Regions from separate parts of the Gossypium hirsutum genome. Here region 1 is linked to region 2. A link is a contact called in public Hi-C data. All regions are on one chromosome and are shown on one strand. The core of a region is the stretch at or near the end of the contact, and the rest is flanking DNA. Distances in the headings are between cores, read along the strand shown. Region 1 has its middle 26 kb from the start of LOC107941206. Region 2 holds the start of LOC107945347 (probable LRR receptor-like serine/threonine-protein kinase At4g37250).

Region 1 (6,092 bases), core at 2,230-4,729, 75 kb before region 2:
ATTTTAAGGGGGTCGGGGACCCTGCTAACCCCTCGGATTCGCCATTAGTTGGGGCTAATCAAGTTTTCTCATATTAAGTTGTGTTTAGGATAAATCCAATGTTTCACATTCATATCTAGGGGTGTTTAAACTTCGGTTAAAAGCGAAATAATCGACTGAATCGATCTAATTCGGTTAATCGGTCGATTAATCAATCTAGTTATGTTGGAGGTCGGTTAAAGGTTTTTAGAATTTCGGTTAACAGTTAATTCGATTCGAAATCGGGTAATTAACCGAATTAACCGAACTTAATAAATAATATTATATACTATATGTATTAGGCTATTACTAGGTCGATTAATTTGGTTAATCCGGTCAAATGAACATTATAAATTTAATTTTTATATATTTTATACTTGTTTTAACAAAAAATACATATAAAAATTTATGTTAACCGGCCGAATTAACCGAAATATTTCAGTTCGATTAATTTCTTTTAACAAAAATTTAATTCAATTAACGATTAAAAATTTTAAAAATTTAATTAATTCAATTAATACTAATTTGATTCAATTTTCAACATCCATGCTCATCACCTACAAATCATAGTAATAATTGACATTAGAATTAACATTTGGAATGATTATGACTGATGCTAACTTCTATTTTTAGTGTTATTTAAGATTTGGCAAAACTTGATTTGATGGAAGTTTTGTTATTTAAATTTTTTTGAGGTTTACTACTCAAGGCAAACCACCTACTGCCATTAACTCTTGCATTTTGTCCCCTAACCAAATTAAAACACACTTAAAAAAAAAAAGCTTTTTTGTTTATGATATATCTCGGATATATAAATCCGATACTAAGAAAATGAACAGTGAGGCTAATAGGTAGGTTTAGGTCCTTGGGCAGTTGAAACCGTGAGTTGGGCCTTACATAGCATACATAGATTTGGGGACTAACCCATTTTGATGTTCGACCACCTATTTATTTTCATGGCTAAGGGTGTGATCAGCTCGCCCTAGAAGCTAAGGTTTGCCAGATCCCAACTTCAATTGGACCTCTAATTTTTTTGGTTCAATTGATTGAATTGCAGGTTCAATCACTTAAAAAATTAAGAAATTGAAAAAATATTTAAAAAAAAAGTTAAAAGTAAGATAAAATATATTTAAAAACAAAAAATAAAATAATCAAAATATAATTTAAAAATATTTTTTTGTTAAAAAAATTAAAAAGAAGGGTAAATACATGCAATGTCATTGAACTATTAGTATGTTCACGTTTTAATCATTCAATTTTGAAAAGTTATAAAATGGTCATTGAACTATTCAAAAGTTTTTCATTTAAGTTATCGAGCTGTTAAATTTACTACTATATGATATTCTCTATTTGCACTGCTTGCACCAATCAAAATGTCTCATTTCCCTTCTCTTCTACAATTTAGCTTTATTTCATGAAACAACTTTAAACATCATGAATCTATGAATCAAAATCCATACAACTTTCTTCTCTAATTTTCAACACCGGCCGTCATGTTGACTTAAATCTAAAGTTTGCTCTTCTACTCGTTGATGGGTACTAATTCGATACCTCCACTATATCGAATTGTTGTTTGGAGCTCGCCAATTAATTTTTTTCTTAAAATAGTTTAGTGACCATTTTCTAATTTTTTAAAATTGAGTGACCAAAACATAAACTTATTAATCATTTAATGACCTTAAGTGTAGTTTATCTTTAAAAAACTCAATTTTTTCAATTTTAACTAATTTTTCAATTCTTAATTTCTTTTATGCTATTTTCAATTATATATCACTTGATTTAATCTATCACTCCAATTTAATTTAGAAAACCTTGAGTTTAGCAATTTGGCCGAAGCAAAAATAGATTGTGCAATAAACCTTGGGTTTGTCAGTTGTTTTGTTTAATCCCATTCTTATCAAGCCATAATTAATCTATTTTATTTAGTCATCCATTGGACCGCTCAATATGAAATTAAACAATCAAAAACCACGTCTAATACTAACTTGTTCCACAACTATTACTCCTTTTCAAAAAAAGAAAACACCAAGAATAAATTGTGGAATACATACACATGCTTGCACACTCCCAAAGTTTTCTTTTAATTTTGCGGGAGATGGATTTATCTTGCCAAAACCATACCTACTTATCCACGTATAGACTAGGTATCGTTAGGTTAAGCATTTAAAATAAAGCAAAGCAATCTCACCCAAAAAGAACCTTTAGACATATAAAGAGGTACGCTGGCCATATTATGATGATCCTATCTCACGACTTTCCACGCCCATTTTCAAGCTCTCTTTTGAGAGCCAGTTTTCTCTGCTAATACATTTCAAACTTCAAAGCCAAAACATCTGATGGGTTATATTAAAATATTTTAAAAAATCAATTGGGAAAGAAATATTAGATTAATGGCAGTCGCATTATTCCCCGAATGAATCCCCCCATTTAATTAAAACTTAAGATTCCCAATTAATGGGAATCCCCTGTTTCCTTATCCCACTCCACGACTCAGCTCAATAACCCCCCCCCCCCCAAAAAAATGCTGAAAATCCCAACCACCTAGCTGACAAGCTGCCTGCAAAAGTGGGTCTATGAGACATTGATCCTAAAAGAGTGAGTAATAATAAGTGGCTAAGCATGTGGAGTTACAGATTGGATTTAACTTTGTTGAACTCATTGGGTTTTTCATAGTCTATGGGCAAACACCAGGCTCCATTGCTCATTGTCTCACCATGAGGCAATGTTTTGCAGTAATTTTGGCAACCTAGTCATTGTCTACCGAATATCAATCAAAGTAAAGAAAAGCTCAATTATTTTTTTCCAAACCTTTTTTTTTTTTGGCTAGAAAATAAAAATTTCAGGCAAACCAAATTTCACCTATAAAACCACCAAATCATTAGGTTGGTGTGTGAGTGTGTTTTGAGCGAAATTAGCAAAATTTATATATCATTGTGATTTTTTTTAAGCTTTTGACATATATTTGTTAATTGCCTAATTAGCAAATTTTAAGCCATTGATTTTCCTATCTATCTTTTCTTTCATGCCTAGTATTGATTAGGTTTTGAAAATATTGCTCTAAATCTTCCTCGCTCTGCCTACTTAATAATCTCCACTATTATAAATCCTTTGATATGATAAATTAACCAAACATTAATAGATTTAAACATTTAAAATCTATTTAAAAAATTAACAAATATTTTAATGAAACCTTTATCTTATTAAAAATTATATAATACATGTAAATAAAATAATTTAAAAAATCATATCTAATTTGGACAAAAAAATCACATCTAAAAAACTACCTCACTTTAAAGTTACTCTCTTTTTAAAAACATACCAAACTCCTTAGACAAAAGCGGATGCAGGGGCTGGCAAGGGCCCTGAACCCCCCCTAAAATGAAAAATTTCTATTTAAGCTCTTGAATTATTTTTAAAATTTTAAATTAGTAAAAGTAAAATTATACTTTGGCTCTCCTAAAATTATAAAAATTCGATTTAATCCTTTAAAAATTATAAAGATATAGACTATAAAAAATTAAAATTTCATTTGGCCCCCCTAAAAATTTGTTCCAGCTTCATCCTTGCCCTTAGGTTTGATAAAAAAAATCCACTTATTCCCTTTAGAACGTGTTTGGACAAGAGATTTAGAAAAAAAAAACTTTTATTTCTATCAAAGTTTTTAAAATTTCACAAATGAATTTATTTGTTTGGAATACAATAAACAATTTCAAAATTTTTATTGATAAATTCAAATTTCCTATTCAAATTCCACTGATATTTTTAAAAAAAAATTATTTCATAAATTATATATGGTCTCCCTATAAAATAAAAAATTTAAACTTCAAATTGTGATTTTTATTTAATTCCTATATTATAGTTTATATTATTAAAAATGTAAATATTTTTAAAGTATAATCATATAGATATTGCACATTTGTTATGTTATTTATTTTTAATATCATTATTCTTCTTTTATAAATCTATTTATTTTTGTTATTTGTAGTCTTTACATTAAATTATTTCTAATTAACAATAATAAAATTTTAATTAATTTTAAAATGTTTTAATTATTATTAAAGTTAAAAATTACATTATATTATGATATGATCATATTTTACACATAATGTCTTTTTCAATTAATATATGTAAGTTTCTTTCTAGAAGTTACAAGTATAGCCACAATTGCAATACAAAGAATACATCTTGTAACGCCCCAAAACCCGGCCTAAGAGTTTAGACCAAATTACGGAGGTTACATTGATCACCAAAGTGATCGTAATTTTTTTTTTATAAAATGAGTTTTCCAAACTTTCAGTTACAAACACATTTTGCCAAACTTGAATAAATGTTTTAAAATACTCGAAAACATAAATTCGCAGTTTCTAAATTTCAGTTCAAAAATAAAATTTGTGAAAAACCCAAAACACGATTCATACCACAGTTCGTATAAACATTTACACTTAAAACCTGTTTACCAAAGTAGCATTCGAAAAGATGACTTATTATCTAGCTTTTATAACACGACTGTCCAAGACCTCCGGCGTGCCAAGTCCACGCTATAGAAAATTGAAGTGTACCTGAAAGGGGAAACACTATGGGGGTGAGCTACACGAGCTCAATGTGAGTTCGACACGCAATTAAAACAAAAATTCAAATATCAGTTCGGTAGCGACACATACTCACAGATATACAGAATCAGAAAGTAAACTTGGAACCAACGTCCCAATAGAATGTAACAACTCAAGTACACCAAGTCATACATAAACACTTAGACACAAGTGCTATTTAGCCAGATAGAAAATAGTCAGTTAATTTTACACCCAGAACACTCAATACAGATGCATATGAATGCAATCAAGTAGTAAGAACCCACCCATCTAGCCAAAACACCTCACCGTCCGTCGATCACACCCCAAAAGAGCTCTTTAAGCTCATCCAACCAAACACACCACATAAGACCTCGTAAGGCCCATCCAACCCTACACACCATGTATGTGGACTAAGCCACTCAGATATAACACGCAGCAAGGCTGACGTATCTGCAGTACAATGCATTACGGTAAACCGTTGTATTGATAGGTTGCAGTTTAAACTTCCAGATCAGATAATAGTAAAAATCAAAGCTAACAAATTTGTGAACACGCTCAACAAATGTCGACCTTCACACAGTCAAATCAAGAATTCGCAAATAAATTAGAAAAGATATGGAACCCACACCTGATTCACGATCAATGGCGTCTAGATACCCACTAGACGACAAGGAAACAAAGCTCTCCAAAATCCACAAGCAAAATCGTTTTTGAAATTAAAAGAAAAATAAAGAAGAACCAAACGGAAAAGAAACGAAGAATAGGGGAAGAGGAGAACATCCAAAGAATAATAATAAAATTAAAATTAAAAATAAATAGTTATACCTTTTAACTTAAAACAAAACTGCTACTTAACAAAACAAAACGACAATAACCAAAAATATTTCTCCAAAACACACACACAAAGACTCAAACCTAGAACCTTAAGGTACACTAACACTCACTTAACCACTAGACCAACAAGCCTATTCTATCATTTAAACGCGTAACACAACACAATAGCACACCATTCTCTCTGACCCTAACCACAAAACTCAAAACTTCTAACCCCATAATTTAGGGTGTTACACATCTAAATAACTATAACAAAAATTAATCATTATAAAATTCAAACAAATTAATAACTAGAATAAATCCAAATTTATACCAAAATAAATTTATACAAAATTATATGGTAAGACGTAAACTAGAATAAGTTGGAGTTGAAATCTCACACATAATTTGCACAAAAAATACTCAAATTTAAAATCTTTAAATTTTTCAATGCCTTAACCTTGCCATTTAGTTAACGCGTCCTTTTAAGCTTATTTTTAAAAACTTGCTATCAATAATAATTATATTTTACTTTTATCTTTTCTTTTACCCTTTGCTTTTTTTAAAACACATGGCCACGAACATATTCACAAGTTATCAAACTCAAAACTCAAAATTAGTTACTTGGCATGCAAGCAACACATGATACATGGCATAAACATTATATAATGATATTGCATTCTAACATAT
Region 2 (6,138 bases), core at 1,648-4,147:
TTCGAGTTATTGTTAGTGTTCCATTCGTGTGTTCGAGATTTTCCTCACTAAAGTTCTGCATTAATAATTTCTAGTTTTTGTAAAGCTTAAAATATGCTCCAAGTCCATGTACCCTTTATACATTTGGAATTTAACTCTCTACTTTTGTTTTTAGGAATTTAATCCCTCGATTTTTCAAATTTCAAATTTTAGATCAAATTGTTAGCACAGGCAAAATTCTTCTATTAAATTCATTGGTGTGACCATTTGCAATAAAAAAAACTCATTTAGTAACCATGTTACAAAAGAATGGCGTTGTAATAAACATGAATTTAAGAGAAATATTTTAACAATATTAACAATTAAACTTGTATTTTTAAATTCAAAAAATAAAATGACTAAATTCTTTAAAATAAAAACAAGAGAAATAAATTTGAAATCTATAAAAAAAAGTAAGAATTTAATAACATATTTTAATTTAAAACTTTTTTTGGTAGATTATGAATCCAAGTTAATTTGTAGTTAGATAGAGGCAGGCTGTCAAACAAATGTAATTTTGTTTGTTTGTTTTTCCTTTTTACGGTAGGTCCGAAATTGTAATGAAAGTGCGAGAAGATAAGAAAGGTAGGGGTTGACATGACCCGCACTTACACAAGCACAACAATAGCAAGTACTAGTTGGATTGCATATTTCTCGTCGGAAAGCTTTTAATATAGGGACAATGGCAATAACTTCTTGGTTTGTTGTACTCTGGCATGACCATCTGAGTGTGTAGAAGTTTCGTGGGTTCTTTGTATCTGCTGACTGAACAGCCACATCTTGAATTATTTTTACAAAGAAATATCAAACAAATATAGATAGAGTTTGAATTTCAATATCAACGATTACAGTTTTACTGTGTTTGTTGAGTAATGTACGTGAAAAAATTTGCTGGGAACTTTCATAAACAGGGACAAGATGGAAGTGATAGTGTAGGAGTAGGAGACATGATGCCCAATTACTGCAAAATGTTAATCCTGTAGCTGATGTTAGTTACCATGCAAGTTATCCACTTTCAACTTTTCAAAAGTTTATTTTCGTCCTCAAAATAAAATAATAACCCAGCCATGGGCCAATCTCTTTTTTGCCATTAAAGCCTCTTTAGACCTTTTCCATCCATTTTCTTTATTATAATATTATACCGATACTAACCGATAAATCTATAATATATATTGCACTTTTTTTATTAGAGATAATAATGTTAAGAGGGGTATCAACAAATCTCCCAAATAGTTAGTTATGGTCCTAAAAGAAGATACATTGATTATATGTATAATAATTTTGGTAAAAACACTTTTCTAGTCCCTCTCAACTTTTTTATATTTAGTTATTGGTCTGTTTCAAAAAATTTGAAGTAATAAATGATCAATTACAGATAATTAATCACGACGCTAATACTTTTCATTAATTTGTGATAATTTTGATTTGTATAATAACAAAATTAATCCCTCAATGTTTATATATTTTATGTAAATGTTGATAGAATATATAAATGTTGCAAGCTAAATTTATTAAATAAAGAAAAGATTAAGAGAATGAGTAAATTTTTAGAGTTAAATTTATTTACATCAATAAAAAAATATGTACAGTTAACAAAAAATATTAATATTATGATTAATTACTCTTAATTGCTTACTTTTAACTTGACATAAATTAAATTACTTTGACTAATTTACTTAATTTGAGAGATAATTATAAATTTGTTTATGGAATTTCAAGTAAATGAAGCACACCAAACAAGGCAGGCAGAAAAAATATTTTATGTATTCTCCTGTGTTTTTTAATAGCCTTAATTATATTATAGCAATGTAGGTAAAGCTGCCACAAACAATTAAAAAGAAGATGAAATAAATCAAACCCCAGGTGTGAACAAAATTACAAGTTTAGATCTTAAGATTCTGCAAAGATGGAGTGGGCATTTGCTGAGAGACGAAGAAGAATCCAAAAGCTTTCCCCCATTGTCTTCAAACTCAAATCTGCCAATAAATTAAAAAAATGGGAAATCTAGGACCCATAGCTGGAATCTTACAAAATGTTGAGAAGAAATTAGCTATGGACAGCCTGATCAACTTGTATGCTGCCAAAACCAGGACTATTTGGACAGGCATATACCTGATTGATTATAGGTCGAAAAGTGTTTTTTTTTTTTACAGAATAGTTTTAAATTTGGAGCTTCATTGTTTTCTTGAAAGCACTGAACCGAGTGTTGGTCGCTCATGGTTAGGGGCCCTGTTGAAATCACTTTCCTGAGGGAGGAATTTTCATGTTTTAAGGATATATAGGCTATAGGAGATGTAAATGTATGATTTTATTTAAGGATGATGGCAGATGGTCAAATTTTTGAAAAGGGTGGAGCAATGAATGAAGACCTAAAATTCTAATAAAACCATTAATGACGCTCTGGAGGATGATTTTAGGGTCCCCTTCACAATTATGTTGCCCCTACATCAATGTTTTTTTGATTCATTTTCCCTCCCAAATTTTCTTTCCCTGCCACCCCCCAAGTTGATTTTGATAGGAAATGCACACAGTATGTTTCTTACACACAATCATCTAAATTTGACGAAACATATAAAATTATTGATGTATGACCGATCGAGATTTGAGGAATATATGCTCATTCTCTTGTCTTTGTAACCCCCTTCTTTTTTCTTTTTGAAAGAATCCCACCTTCGCAGTTTACTTTTATAGACATGATAATTCAAGTTTACATTAATAATTTCTATTAGATAAATTTTAACATATTTACCTAGAGAAATATTTGGTACAATCTACAAATTAATTTTTTCATAAAAAGTACACAATATTCACCCTTAAATCATATTAATTTTCTACTAATAAATATTCTCCCATTAAATTAATTTAAATATTTCCCAAAAAAGAAGAAAAAAGAAAAGAGTTTGATTAAAGTCAATTCAAGAGAGAACAGTGCAACCTTTTCATCTTGACATGGATGTCTTGTAGCAAAGATGCTATTCTAAAATTCTCATCTTGTAGCCTATAGGCTATAGCTTTACTTGATTTATTTATTTCTAAAACCAACTGTGAGATCATCAGCAAATAATCATTTCGATCAAACCTTAAAAAACCATATATTTTGCATATATATATGCAGATAGCTGCCAATCCAGAACATTTTTGGCTATATGAGACAAGTTTGTTTTTATTGAGCTGTGTATATATATTTTACTTTTTAGCTAACTTTCATCACATGGCCTCTCTGCAACTTCATTAACATAAATGATAAATCTCAGTTAGTTCCTTTCTCTCTCGTCTCCTTCCTCCCTTCTCTCTTTGTGTCTACTTTCACACAAGAAATGTGTGATCAGTTTGACAAATCATGAGTTCCTCCTCCAGTCTTAAACTCCATTTATGGTGGAGAATTCTTCTTGTGGTTGAGTTTCTTGTGGTTCAAGCTTTGGGGTTAAACACAGATGGGATTCTCTTGCTATCTTTCAGGTATTTGATTCTTAGTGATCCTCTAAATGTGTTACAAAGCTGGAACTCCGCCGACCAGAAGCCTTGTTCTTGGAATGGAGTAACTTGTGGAGCAGTAAGCAACTCAATTAAAGGCGACCTTCGAGTTACAGGCTTGTCTCTTCCCAATTCTCAGCTTCTTGGTGCAATTCCATCCGATCTGGGCTTACTTCAACACCTTCAGAATCTTGATCTTTCCAACAATTCTCTCAATGGGTCTCTCCCTGTTTCCTTATTCAATTCGACCCAGATTCGGTTTCTTGATTTGTCGAACAATTTGATTTCCGGTGGAATACCAGAAACCATTGGAACTCTGCAAAACCTTCAATTCCTTAACCTTTCCGATAATGGATTGACGGGGGCTTTACCTGCAACTCTTACTACTATCCAGAATCTAACAGTTGTTTCTCTGAAGAACAATTACTTTTCAGGGAATCTCCCAACTAGCTTCCAATCTGTTCAAGTTTTAGATCTCTCTTCCAATCTTGTTGAGGGTTCCTTGCCACCAAACTTCGGAGGCAGCAACCTCAACTACTTGAATTTTTCTTACAACAGACTTTCCGGGAAAATTCCACCAGAATTCGCCGAGAAAATCCCTAGTAACGCAACCATTGATCTTTCCTTCAACAATCTTACAGGAGAAGTTCCGGATTCCGTCGTTTTCAAGAACCAAGATTCCAAATCTTTTTCCGGGAATCCTCATCTATGTGGCGAAGCAACAGAGCGTGATTGTCCAAGTCCTTCACCAAGTTATCCTCCAGCAATGGCTGCCATCCCCAAGAAAACGGATCCCGGAGCTAAAACATCACGGCGAAGCAAGCTTAAACCAGGAACAATAGTGGGAATTATAGTCGGTGATATAGCTGGAGTTGGATTAGTAATTATGGTATTCCTTTTCGTCTATAAAATAAAGAGAAAAAACAGAGTACTGGAGACCACACTGAAGCAAGAAGCTAATACAGCATCCCCATCGTCAGAATCAAAAGTGTTTGCGATATGGGCATGTTTGATAAAGAGAGGAAAGTACGAAGAAGAATCCGACAGTACTGAAGAGGAAGATGATGATGATGATGATGATCAAGGGCAGCAAGGGCAAGAAGATGACAAGAAAGGGACGTTGGTGACCGTCGATGGGGAAAAGAAACTTGACCTGGATACGTTACTTAAAGCGTCGGCATACATATTAGGTGCCACCGGGTCTAACATACTGTACAAGGCGGTGCTTGAAGATGGGACCTCCTTGGCGGTTCGACGGATTGGTGAGAACAGTGTGGATCGGTTCAGGGATTTCGAGACCCAGGTTCGAATAATTTCTAAACTGGTGCACCCCAATCTGGTCAGGATTCGTGGGTTCTACTGGGGAGTTGATGAAAAGCTTATCATCAACGATTTTGTACCAAATGGCAGCCTCGCCAACGCTCGTTACAGTGAGTCCTTTTTACCTTTTCAATTTTTCACATTTTCAAGGTTAAATTTATAAAAATTATGTATGTGATATGCTCCTGTCAACGCTGAAGAAGTGAAGTCATGGCGGTGGAGTAGGTTTAACTAAAAGGTTGTCGTTTAATGCATGAGAAAGTCAAACATCGATTGAATATGAAAAGGACGCATCTTCATGCGTTTACATTTGTTAAGTATTGGCTTTTCTGTTTCAGGAAAAGTTGGCTCTTCACCTTGTCATCTTCCCTGGGAGGCTCGGCTAAAAATTGCTAAAGGTGTGGCCCGTGGGCTAGCATATCTCCACGAGAAGAAACATGTGCATGCCAATTTGAAGCCCAGCAATATCCTCTTAGACTCTAACATGGAACCCAAGATTGGAGATTTCGGTCTGGAAAGGCTAGTAACAGGTGATACAAGCTCTAAAGTGGGAATGTCAGCCGTAAATTTTGGTAGCAAGAGGTCGACAGCATCAAGGGATAGCCTCCAAGATGTAGTGGGACCTAGCCCCAGTCCAAGTCCAAGCCCGAGCTCATTTGGTGTATCGCCGTACCACGCCCCGGAGTCACTTCGGAGCCTCAAGCCCAACCCCAAGTGGGACGTATACGCATTTGGGGTGATTTTGCTTGAGCTTCTAACCGGGAAAGTTATAATTGTGGATGAGTTGGGGCAGGGAAATGGGGTGGTGGTTGAGGACCAGAACAAGGCATTGAGGATGGCTGATGCGGCTATTCGTGGGGATTTAGAAGGCAAAGAGGATGCATTGCTGGCTTGTTTCAAGTTAGGGTACAATTGTGCATCTCCAATCCCACAAAAGAGACCCACCATGAAAGAAGCCTTACAAATTCTTGACAAAATCCCGTCTTCTTCCCACTATTATGGATACTGATAAACCCATTTGAGAACATTCAGACTACCTTGCTAGTAAAAATTGTATGTAATGATTGACTTACAGGTTTTCTTTTATTTTCTCCTTTTCCTTTTTTGTTTATACTTTTGTTTAGCTGGAAAATGCATAGCATCGTGCGTTGGATGAACTTTTTTAAATTACAAGTTACAAATATAAATAATATAAATCTGAATAATTACCACATAAAATTTAATTATTTCAAATACAATCAAATTAATAATCAAAACACAAACTAAAATAATTTAGATATAGTGCACGCATGGAATAATTTAAACCAAAATAAAATCTGGATGGAA

What was found. A called contact is a pair of places that touch in the nucleus more often than the background predicts.
Region 1: a Hi-C map of petal shows a contact between it and region 2, with 2.1 times the contacts expected there. The contact joins the enhancer-like site here to the promoter of LOC107945347 in region 2. A contact is called at or near these places in 4 of 34 Hi-C or Micro-C datasets (fibers, hypocotyl, leaf and 1 more).

What each region holds. Positions count from the first base shown.
Region 1 is chrD12:30,108,553-30,114,644 of Gossypium_hirsutum_v2.1, reverse strand. No RefSeq gene overlaps it. Among protein-coding and RNA genes, the nearest start is that of LOC107941206, 26 kb to the right of the region's middle. Within about 2 kb of position 3,479, at least 1 of the 9 cell types and tissues checked has an H3K27ac peak or open chromatin away from gene starts, as enhancers often do.
Region 2 is chrD12:30,033,242-30,039,379 of Gossypium_hirsutum_v2.1, reverse strand. It overlaps LOC107945347 (probable LRR receptor-like serine/threonine-protein kinase At4g37250), which reads left to right and starts at 2,897. Exons shown (of 2, transcript XM_016879307.2): 1 at 2,897-4,922; 2 at 5,151-5,898. The coding sequence starts at 3,359. The coding sequence ends at 5,821.